Regions from separate parts of the Ovis aries genome. Here region 1 is linked to region 2. The links are chromatin contacts, called in public Hi-C maps. All regions are on one chromosome and are shown on one strand. Each heading gives the region's core, a stretch centred on a gene start, on an enhancer-like site or on the middle of the called end of the contact. The rest is flanking DNA. Distances are from core to core; before and after follow the strand shown.

Evidence for each region. Hi-C and Micro-C count contacts between places; a contact is called where the count stands out from the background.
Region 1: a Hi-C map of blood shows a contact between it and region 2, with 1.6 times the contacts expected there. The contact joins the enhancer-like site here to the promoter of CEPT1 in region 2. A contact is called at or near these places in 2 of 16 Hi-C or Micro-C datasets (blood and mixed tissues).

The regions. Positions count from the first base shown.
Region 1 is chr1:88,528,672-88,534,063 of ARS-UI_Ramb_v3.0, forward strand. It overlaps DENND2D (DENN domain containing 2D), which reads right to left. Exons shown (of 12, transcript XM_027972960.3): 8 at 3,110-3,287; 9 at 1-22. Among named protein-coding and RNA genes, the nearest start is that of DENND2D, 15 kb to the right of the region's middle. Within about 2 kb of position 2,165, at least 19 of the 54 cell types and tissues checked have an H3K27ac peak or open chromatin away from gene starts, as enhancers often do.
Region 2 is chr1:88,481,962-88,487,999 of ARS-UI_Ramb_v3.0, forward strand. CEPT1 (choline/ethanolamine phosphotransferase 1) reads left to right here and starts at 3,678. Exons shown (of 9, transcript XM_012178381.5): 1 at 3,678-3,778. It overlaps DRAM2 (DNA damage regulated autophagy modulator 2), which reads right to left and starts at 4,248. Exons shown (of 8, transcript XM_060412530.1): 1 at 4,123-4,248; 2 at 3,686-3,742.

The DNA.
Region 1 (5,392 bases), core at 915-3,414, 45 kb after region 2:
CACAAAGATCCACCAACAGGACCTGAAATAAAAACAGGACAGCTTGGTTTCTTCCCTTTTCTCTGTTTCTGCCTGTTGCTGTACCTTTCAGCCCAAGTAACAACAAAATCAGCATCTTCAGTTCTCATTTCCTGTCTGGTACACTCCTTTCTCACCACCCACTCTTTCCTGAGAAAAGGGTATGAGGGTATAGGAAGCAGGAAATGGGAGAGAGCTAAAGAAGATGCGGTATACAATATGGGTAAATTGAAGCCAGTCACTCTCTTAATAAAAAAGCATTGATCATAGTAATAACTTCTATGTACAAAGCATTACATGGCATACACTGTGCTTTGCACATCTTCTCATTTAATCTTCCCCCATGCTCCTGTAGAGGCAGATACTGTGTCTGTTAAGGTGAGGAAATACCCAAAGAAGTTAAACTGCCTGAGGTGATACTGCTATCAAAGAGTAGAGCCCGTTTCCAAGCCTGGGTTGTGCTGTCCTTGCTAGTGTATCATTCTTCCTACAGTTCCTCAGTTCCCTTCCCTCTGGTGAGCTTTACGACAGGGATGGGCATCTTTTGATTTTTTTTTTTTTTAATGCTTACAACAACTTTATGTACAATTGCCTAGAATTCCATTTTTAAAACTCCCACAGGCTTCCCTGGTGGCTCCGTGGTAAAGAATCTGCCTGCCAGCACAGGCGACACGGGTTCGGTCCCTGATTCAGGGAAGATCCCCCATGCCACACAGCAACTGAGCCCATGTGCCACACTACTGAACCCAGGTGTTGTAACTACTGAAGCCTGCACGCCCTGGGGCCTGTGCTCTGCAACAAGAGAAGCCGCCACAGTGAGAAACCCATGCATGACAACTATGGAGTAGCCCCCTGTCTGCAACCACAAGAGAAAAGCCCACACAGGAATGAAGACCCAGCACAGCCAAGAATATATAAATAAAAACTATTAAAACTCCCACAAGAGCTTTGGACCTTCCAGCAGGGAAGAGCGAGAGGAGAAAATGAGCCTGGGGACAAAAGGAGGAGGGACGGAAAGGCAGTGATCACACGTTTGCAGGGTGCAGGTAGGACAAGCACAGGGCTGGAACTTGGGTGACCTGAGTTCTAGCATCAGCTCCATCACTGCCTAAGGCGCCTGCAGTCTAGACTGGAGATGACCAGTACGCATCCTGCCAGTTAGATTCCAACCTACAGACCTGTTTCTTTGAGACTCAGAGGATTTTCAAATCATTGAATTAGCTTCCAATATTTGAATTAAAAAATTTCACACAGAATTTGGATCTAGGGCTTCTCTGGAAAAGTCAGGAGCTCTAACAGTGATCCACATTCAGAGGGAACTGAGTTACAGCTGCCTCCTTTAGGCAAAGCAGGTGCTCAGCAGTTTATCATAATCCCCCCAAAGCCTGTGTTGGCCATTTAAATGCCTGCTGGGTCCCTCTTTTCAGTTTGTGACCTTGGTCTCGACAAGAGGGTGAGTGATCCCTCCATGCACCCTTCTCCCAAATAAAAAGAAGAGAGAAATTGGAATGTGTGCCAAAAGACAGAGCAGGCACTGTAATTATCCATCATCAGGGGAGAAAAGTTGAACTAGTTCAGGCGTGAAACCACTTGTATACATAGGCTCAGATGCCTTCATTTAGGGCAGGCTGTTCACTTTGTGGGCTGAGAGGTAAGACTGTGTGTAAAGAATTTCTTTCTGAAGTTGTTCCCAGAAATCTTTCTAGTACTTGAGTATATTACTGTCTGTCCAAGGAGCCCTTCCAAAGAGCTGACCTGGGAGTCAAGGAATGCCCCATCTCTCTTCCTGACCCCTAGCCCTCTCCCATCCCTATCCCCTGCCCATTTCATCAGCTGGGGCTCTTGGACAACACAAGCTGGAGTCTGACTAGCCTTGGGGTGTCTTCCCACCAGGCCACTGGGGGAGGAATCACAGCGTCCAAGAAGATGGCGCTGCAGCATCAGGAAGTTTCATAACTTCTGGGACTGGGACACTTATTGAGTCGTATTACTAAACATGGGGCTGATACTCTGTCCCAGTTAGTCACAAGGCAGAGGTTGGCTCAAAGGGCATGTGTACTCAGCAGTTCTGAGGAGGGCAGGGCTGGGGAAACAAGGAAGAGAAACAGCCTGCTTCTTTACTTCCCAGCAGCACTCTGCGGAAGAGGTGCTTTCCTTCTATCTCTGCTAGATTCCGGGATTGCCTGTATGGCCTTGATAAGTGGATTGAGCTCTCTGGACCTTGGTTATTTCTTATGTAAATGAAGGAAGTCCTCCCACTAGGGCTGGTCACGTGCCTCCAGTAGCTTACTCTGCCTCTTCCCTTTCTGTCTACACAGAGGGAGTCGATGGTTAGCCAGACCAACCCAAGTAGCTCTTTTGGCTTGAGATTATAGTAATGTGCTATTTCTTGAAAGTTTCTATTGACAACTCAAGCAAAGCAGAAGTCATTCTTCCAACACTGGAGGTAGGTTTATGTTATTAACACCCATTCTCACCACTGAGCTCTTTGGTGTATCTGGGGGTTCTGCCAAGACACAAGAGGGTGACAAAATCAAAGGGGATTTGAACCAATATCCTCATTAACCAACTGAGCTCTAAGCTAATTGGAAGGATGACCTCTACTACCAAAAAAAATCTGCATTTTCAAGACTCATTGTTTCCAGGAAGACTGTTAGTGCAGTTCCAAGCAATGTGAATAAATTCCAGTGGGGTGTGTGTTGTACAGACCAGCTGTGCTTGTCCATTCAGAAGAAAAATGGGACACCCAGGGCCTGCTCACTAGGACTAGCTGGCCTAGTACAGTTGAGTGAAGCCCAAATAAGCCATGTGTTGCCTCTTAAGTCCAAAGGGAAATCATTCAGAGAAGGGAGCAGACACTTACTGAGTATCAGCTATATGTCAGGCACCAGGCTAGGTGCTTTATGCTGATTTTTTCCCCTAGGATCCTTAGGGTCTAAACGTTGCCATTCCAGTTTTACAGATGAGGAAGCTGAGGCTTAAAGAGGTTAAGCAACTTGCCACAAAATCACACAGCTATTAGCAGCAGAGGTGGGATCCGAATCCAGGTCTACCTGGCTCCAAATCAGGCCCCCTTCTTGCTGCATCATACCTCTTCCATGGGGCTGTCCAAAACCTCCTGCCGGAAGCGCATTTGGACTCCAACCATGAAGGGAGTGGGGCAGCAGACAGTTCCCAGCAGGCTCTCGGGGACCACGGGGATGTAGGTGTGGGCCCAGCTGAAGGGGTAGAGCAGCGCAGCAGTAGCATGGATGCACTGAGACAGGGTGCTGGGGACAGGGCACAGAAAGTGAGTCAGAGGAGCCGGCCCAGGCCCCCAGCCCCACGCCACCTCCCCACCGCCCGCCATTGACAGCAGCTGCTCATGCTGGCTGTGCCGGAGCTATAGCAAGTCTGGGAGCCATGCCGGTCACAGAGCTTCTGGCTACCCGAAGCTGGGAGGGGAGGGGTAGAAACCAGAAGAGGCTGAGGCTCCTCTCGTCAAGTATGGGGCCTCTATGTGATTCTTCTTTTCCACTGGGGGTGGGGGTGGAGTGGAGGGAGTATCTTTAAAGAGAGGAGGAGGAAGAAGAAATGTTTTCCATCTATGAGGTCATTGATCATTGATGGAGTCCCTTCTCTATGCTCACTACTGGGCTAGGGATGTGGATACCAGGAAGCAAAAGACCAGCCTTGCTCTTAAGGCACTCAGTGTAGTTAAGGAGACAAGCATATAAACACTGGGGTGCAGCAGAGAGGTCAAGTCTATTTCCTCCTTATCTCTCATCCCCAGGCTTTAACTCTCAGGGCTCCCTCTGACCACTCATGGTTATTTAAACTTATCAGGTTGGTGCCTGAGCTTGCTTGGGAAATTCCTGGATTCCAGGAACCTCTGACCAGCAATTCCCACCTGGAAAGTCCCCCCGAGAGGACTCCTCCACCCTTTCCAAGGAAGCATTCCCTGTGTAATTACTGCCTAAGTCACAACTCAGACCCAAGTCCCCTCATGCCCCCCTCCCCCTAACCCCCTCAACACACACACCCTCCCTGTCTTCTCTATTCTCCACTAGCTTTAATGGCTCTTCATTTCTCCAAACTGCCCCAAAGCCAAGGCCAACAAAAACACAGATGCGGAAACCTTGTTTCAATTCTTGGTATCAAGCTAGCACTTCCTGAGTTAGAAAGATGGAGTCTCTGAGAGTCTAGCCAAGGCTTAGGCTGACTGGAAGTCCCTTTCCTGGATGAGCGGCAAAGATCTGAAATACTCAGTGTAGGAAGGAAGTGGGGAGTGGTGGGGTTTCCCTGAAGAAAGTTAAACGCCTGAGAGGTGAGTGCTGCCAACCTTTGCCTGTATCCAGGCCAGCTGACACCTGGAGTCCCCTTCACTTTCTGAACATTGATCCTAGGCGGCAAAAGCCAGAATCCCAGCTCTAGCCACAACAGAAACTTCTCAATTCCCTACAGCAGCTGTCCCCAAACTTTTTGGTACCAGTAACCAGTTTCATGGAAGACATTTTTTTTCCACGGACTGAGGGCTGGGGTTGCGGGGGAGGGGTGGGATGGTTTCAAGATGATTCAAGCACATTACATTTATTGTGCTAATGATAATCTGTATTTGCAGCAGGTCCCCAGCATTGGCATCACTGCCTCAGTTCCACCTCAGATCATCAGGCATTAAATTCTCATGAGGAGCATTCAACCTAGACCCTTTGCCTGTACAGTTCACAGTAGGGTTTGTTCTCCCGAGAATCTAATGCTGTCGCTGCTCTAATGCTGCCTGAGCTCTGAGGCAGAGCTCAAGTGGTGACGGGAGTTGATGGGGAGCGGCTGTAAATACAGATGAAGCTTTACTCCGCTGCTCACCTCCTGTTGCGTGGCCCAGTTCCTACCAGGCCATGGACCAGTGCCAGGGGTTTAGGGATCCCTGCCCTACAGGGCCAAGAGTGGAAGAGCTATGTCTAAAGCAAGAGATTTACACTGCTTCCCACAAGGATTAGGCCACAACTGGTGCCTTCTGGGGCTTCCCAGGTGGCGCTAGTGGTAAAGAACCCACCTGCCAATGAGGGAGACAAGAGATGCGGGTTCTATCTCTGGGTTGTGAAGATCCCCTGGGGGAAGGCCTGGCAACCCGTTCCAGTATTCTTGCCTGGAGAAGCCCATGGACAGACAAGCCTGGCAGGTTACAGCCCATAGGGTTGCAAAGAGTTGGACATGACTGAAGCAACTTTGCATGCACACACGGTGCCTTTTTGGTTATCACTGATTCTTACAGAATTTTCAACCCACAGACCCCACTGCCTGCCCAAACTTCCTTTCCTTTAAAACCCATGACATTCACCTGACCCTCTGGTCTAACATTCGGGCCCCTAAAGTCCTTTCCTTCTTCTTTCCTAAA
Region 2 (6,038 bases), core at 2,428-4,927:
CAGTCAGTACCAGCCACAGGCGAAGAGCTGACTCACTGGAAAAGATACTGATGCTGGGAAAGACTGAAGACAAAAGGAGAAGGAGGCGGCAGAGGAGATGGTTAGATAGCATCAGAGACTCAATGAACAAACTCGGGGAGACAGTCGAGGACAGACGAGCCTGGCTTGCTGCAGTCCATGGGGTCACAAAGAATGGAATAACTTAGTGACTGAATAACAACAACAAAGCCACATGTGACTATTTAAATTAAAAATTGCAATTCCTCAGTTGTACTAGATGCATTTCAAGTGCTCAGAAACCACAGCTGTAGCTACCATACAGGATGGTGAAAACATGGAACATTTCCATTATCATGGAAAAGTTCTGTTGGACAGTGCTGGATTACTATTACAGGGATTACACTGACATAGCACAAGTAAAGAACCTAAACACTTACTGATACTGGTACCTTTTAGTATTAACTGTTAAATGCTCTAAAAGAATGCCTGCTTCAGAGAGGTTTCCTCAAGAAGTAAATGAGATAATATATGTAAAGATGCTCTCACGGGTGGTCAGTAAACATTTGTTCCTCTTTTAGAATGAAAAAGATGAAAGTTCACAAAATACCAGTCTTCAAATATGCCCAAACTTGCACCTTTTTGTAAGTCCTGAAACTCACATATAAACAAAATAGAGGCTGTTTCAACCCACGTCTTTAACTTTAAAACATGTAAAATTTCAAGTCAATGCACCAATATTGCTCAAGGGTAGAGCACTATGCTATTAATTTTTTCTTTAAAGAGTTGATATGTGTGTATTTTATAATAATATATAGAATTAAATAATATTTTAAATCTGGGATTTCAATTTTCTCATTCTTTCTCACATTAGACACCTTTCACTGATCTCAAAAAGGATAAAATTAAATGAAGAACACTGAGTTCCCTTCCACAGAAGGAAAAACAATAACGAGGAAAAAAATGATAGCTTATTATTAAGCCAAATACAGCATTGACCAGTCCCTGAGATGCAATGGGAAGAACACAGTTGTAAGATCAGATTTACGTAAGTGCAAATCTCAGCTTTATCACATCCAAGCTGTACAATTTCAGGCAAGTTACTTAGCTTCTCTGAGTTTCAGTATTCTGATTTGTAAAGTAGCTATTCCTTAGAGTAGTACAGAGTAAACATACAAATAATCATGATGCTCCTGCTCAATCACTAAGTCATGTCCAACTCTTTCTGACCCTATGGACTGTAGACCACTGGCTCCTCTGTCCATGGGAATTTCCAGGCAAGGATACTGGTGTAGGCTGCCATTTCCTCCTCCAGGGGATCTTCCTCACCCAGGGATGGAACTTGTTATCTCCAGGGTTCCCTGCACTGGCAGGTGGATTCTTCACCACTGAGCCACCTGTGAAGCCCCATAATAATGATAGGTGATTTATCAACTCTGTACAACCACAATTAGCCACAGGGATGGGGAATGACAATTCTTAATTCCTTGTACATGTGAATCATCTTAGATTCCTATCTCCTTAGGTTTTGAGAGTTCTAGTTATCTAAATTGACAATTGAGAGGAAAAGCAGCAGCAAATGGTTGTTGTTCAGCTGCTCAGTCATATCCAACTGTTTGGGAGCCCACGGCAGTATGCCAGGCTTCCCGGTATTTCACTATCTCCTGAAGTTTGCTCAGCTCATGTTCACTGAGTCGGTGATGCCATACAACCATCCCATCCTCTGTCACCCCCTTCTCCTGCCCTCAATCTTTCCCAGCATCAGGGTCTTTTCCAATGAGTCAGCTCTTCGAATCAGCTGGCCAAAGTATGAGAGCTTCAGCTTCAGCATCAGTCTTTCCAATGAACACTTAGGTTTGATTTCCTTTAGGACTAACTGGTTTGATCTCCTTGCTGTCCAAAAGGCTCTCAAGAGTCTTCTCCAGCACCACAGTTTGAAAGCATCAATTCCTTGGCACTCAGCCTTCTTAATGGTCCAATTCTCATATCCATACATAACTACTGGAAAAACCATAGCTTTGACTATACCAACCTTTGTTGGCAAGGTGATGTCTCTGATTTTTAATACTCTAAGTTTGTCGTAGCTTTTCTTCCAAGGAGCAAGCATCTTTCAATTTCATGGCTACAGTCACCGTCCACAGTGATTTTGGAGCCCAAGAAAATGAAGTCTTTCATCGTTTCCATTTTTTCCCCATCTATTTGCCATGAAGTGATGGGACCAGATGCCATGTTAGTTTTTTGAATGTTGAGTTTGAAGCCGGTTTTTTCACTGTCCTCTTGTACCTTCATCAAGAGGCTCTTTAGTTCCTCTTGGCTTTCTGCCATTAGGCTAGTCTTATCTGCATATCTGAGGTTATTGGGCAAAAGGTTTACCAGTTTGCAAAGGTCCACTGAGAAATTTAAGTGCACCGAGGTGAGGAAGACTACTGTTGCCTGTGTATTATCACACTGAAAAGCTGGAAGCACTGCCAACCAAGCAAACTTGGAATTTTAATGCTTAATAATTTAAGAAACCTTTCAAGATTCTTGAAAATATGCAGGAATAACCTTCACATAGCAATGACAGAAACATTCAACAAAATGTTCTTGCATTTCTCATCTATCTTATCTCTGCTTTCCTTGAAGACCCCTGAATCAGAACTGCATCTACAAGTTTTAAATTCTGCAATATTTAAATGCCACCGGTAAAAAGATGAATTCTTTATGCTGTCTCCTCTAAGTGGTGACTGCTTAGGGACAATAAAAAAGTAAATTCTGGATATTCCAAGTGAAGAAAGAAAGCCACGGGTACACAGAATTATGCCCAAAGCAAAGCATAATAGTAAATGGTTATTTTTCTAAACTCTAATTTGGCCTTCTGATAAACATACTATTCTTGTAATGATTAAAAATTAAATAGTTTAGAAATTTAAGTAACACTTTTACAAGTCAGATCAAACATTACAGGGAGAGAAGTCGAGGGAGAATCTGATGGTGCATGGCAAATTAGAGCTGTATTTAGTATTGGTTTATAAATTTAAATTCGGGAGAACTGGAAAAATGTGGAGTTTTACAAATGTATCCTAAGTAAGCACAGTTGTGAGGATACAAAGGACTAGGTATTTACCTTTCTATACTGGACTTTCCTGGTGGCTCAGACGGTAAAGAATCTGCCTGCAATGCAGGAGACCCGGGTTCGATCCTTGGGTGGGGGAGATCCCCTGGAGAAGGGAATGGCTACCCACCCGTATTATTGCCTGAAGAAGTCTATAGACAGAGGAACCTGGCGGGCCCCGGTCCAGGAATCCCAGAGTGGGGCACGACTGAGCGACTAACATACACACCACACACAACACACACACACACACACACTACTCTGCTCACCCTAAGGCAGACAGGAGCTTCGGGTAAACACAAAATGAAAGTGAAAGTGAAGTTGCTCAGTCGTGTCCGACTCTGCGACCCCATGGACTGTAGCCCCCAGGCTCCTCGGTTCATGGGATTTTCCAGGCGTGAATACTGGAGCGGATTGCTGTTTCCTTAGCAAGTCACCACAAAAACCTTCCTCCCCTACCCCACCCTTCCAAGGAATCCAAGCCCGGGAGTGACAAAGGGAAGGTGTACTCAATCACATTTTTTTGTGGGACTGGGGCAAAGGTTCTCGATAACCGCTTAAAACAAATAAAACCAAGGAATTATTTACACCCACCGCTGCCTTCTTCCGGAGGCACAAAGAACTGGGACGAAGAGCTCGATTAATCCGTGCCTGAGGCAAAGAAAAGACGTGGAAGGCGGAGGCTTGGTAGGGCTTGGGGCAAGCGAGGCGTGGAGGAGTGCGGGGGAGGGGGAAAGACCAAGAACTCACACAGAAAGGTGAGGCGCGGAGACCTGAACCCAGCCTGCACCCACTCAAGACCCCTCCTCCCCACTCGGACTCCCAGCAGTCCGTCCGCGCTCCGGCTGCCATCTGGTCCCTCTCCCGCAAGTCGCACAGCGTGGTCCCTGGAAGCTGGACGCCTCGCACGCCCGCCACGGGGTTGTGGGGCTCCTGGCAGCATCCCCCTCTCTGACCCGCCAGATCCCACTCTCTAATACACCCCTACTTAGCTGGGGCTGGAGCCGGCTCTCATCCCCTATTTGGCCTACCTCGCTCAGACGACCCTGCCAGTACAGGCCGCCGGGTCTGGAGGCGGCCGGCTGAACCGAGATGGGGCAGGGCCCCGAAGCGCGCTCCCGAGCAGCCAAGCCGGTCCCGGGGCACGCTCACTACTCGGAGGTGCGCGCTCGCGCCGCCGCCTGCTCCGACACTGTATCCCTTTACGGCAATCGCGAAGGTGTCGTGAACGTGCTGCCGCGGATCAGAGTCACCCAGTCGGCTGGAGTCGCAGGTCTTAATTCTAGCGGTGTGCTTTTGCGGGCCGTGGTAAGGTTGCGAGGCTCGGTCCTGGGGAAGCAGCCAGAGTATAAAGAATGTGTCGGGGGCCACGATTCTCAAAAGGGGCGGAGAGAGGGCTGCAAGTTGTGGGGTGGGGCATTGGAATATATCTCTGTATGGACTCGCGCGAGGTGAACGCAGTTTCTTCCTCGCGCAGTTAGCCTCGCGCGCGGGCTTGTGGGGAGGGCGAAGGGCTAGTGCTCCTCTGACCCTGGATGGAGAGATTGAAGTGGCGCATTGCCAGCGCGAGAGCTCGGGGGCTGCTGTGCTGGGTGTAAGGCTGGAGAAAACCTCGGCGGCCCGGGCTGGGCGGGCCGAGGGCTAGGGGCGCTGCCTGCGCGGAACCGACCTTGCCTGTCAGGTCCACACCCTCCTGCTCAGGTGTTGCTAAAGTCCACAAACCGTGTTGAATCCTGTGCCGAATTTGCCTTCCGCTTGGAATACGGTGCTGGTGACTCGTGGCTAGGGCCACACTTCTTGGTCAGCAACTTTTCTAGAAATCTCAGAGTATACTGACGATCTCTAAGGTTGCCACCTAGGATTTATTTCAGAAGTATTCTTGGAAGGACGGAAGGGTTTGCTTGCTAGTCTTTGCCGGTGTCCCTAGAACACTAGATGAATGGGATCTTTAAATGTTGCTGTGTTTAACTTGTTTTTACTCCAGTTCGGTGATTGGCGTTTTTGTGTCATTTATGACATTTTTCATCATTGGTATTAATATATATGTATGATTTTGCTTTAAGTCTCTTAGTTCATTGATGAATCCCTGTTAACGGTAATAGGCAAGTTCATAATTATCTTTAAACAAACGTTAGGGTCGTGTGTGTAAACAAGGAATAAAGATTCTGTTTCTAGTCTCGTACTGCTGGGCATGTGTTCAGTGGAGGTGTTGAATTGAGAGCATTTGGACCATAAGAACTTAAGAACCATTGGCTTTCACGTAAAATTCCAGATATTGAAGTTCTGAAGGCATTTTGCTACCTATTCATTTCGTGCTGAACAAAAACTATTTGGAAGCCCCTTGTGCAACTTGTCTTTACAACCCTTGCATTTAGGAAAAAAGCCAGATAAAGCTGCCTCTTGTATTAACCTGTTCTGACAGAGGTACCTTCATTTGTTGTCCAGCTATTAGATTATTATTGAATATTTACAATTATGGTTTCATAAATGCATTCTTCTTCCTCTCCCATACCCAATCTCTTAAAAATTTACTTTATAAACACTATTATATGTTTGATATTTAAATATAAACTTGTTTTATAACCCCCGTTAGATATAACTGCATAGTCAGTGTGTTTTCTAGGCAGCAGTAGACTTGATAAGGCTAAAAGTGCCGGTGACATTCTTTTTGAGGGTCATGCTATGCTGTCTCTTTTAAGGGAATAGGAAAATAATCCACCAAATGTTAAGCTTTGGCTTTTTTTGCTTGTTTGTTTCTGAAAGAAATTGTTTCCTTTTTTTTTTTAAGGAATGCAAGGTTTCACTTCAGCAAAGCAGTAGATCTAAATTGTGTTACACAGTACTGTTTTAGCTTCCAAGTCTTCTGAAAAGGCTTTTGTTTTTGGTAACTTGTTCTGTGTATCACTTGTTAAATAATGCTGAATGTAATCCTGTGATCCTTTTAATT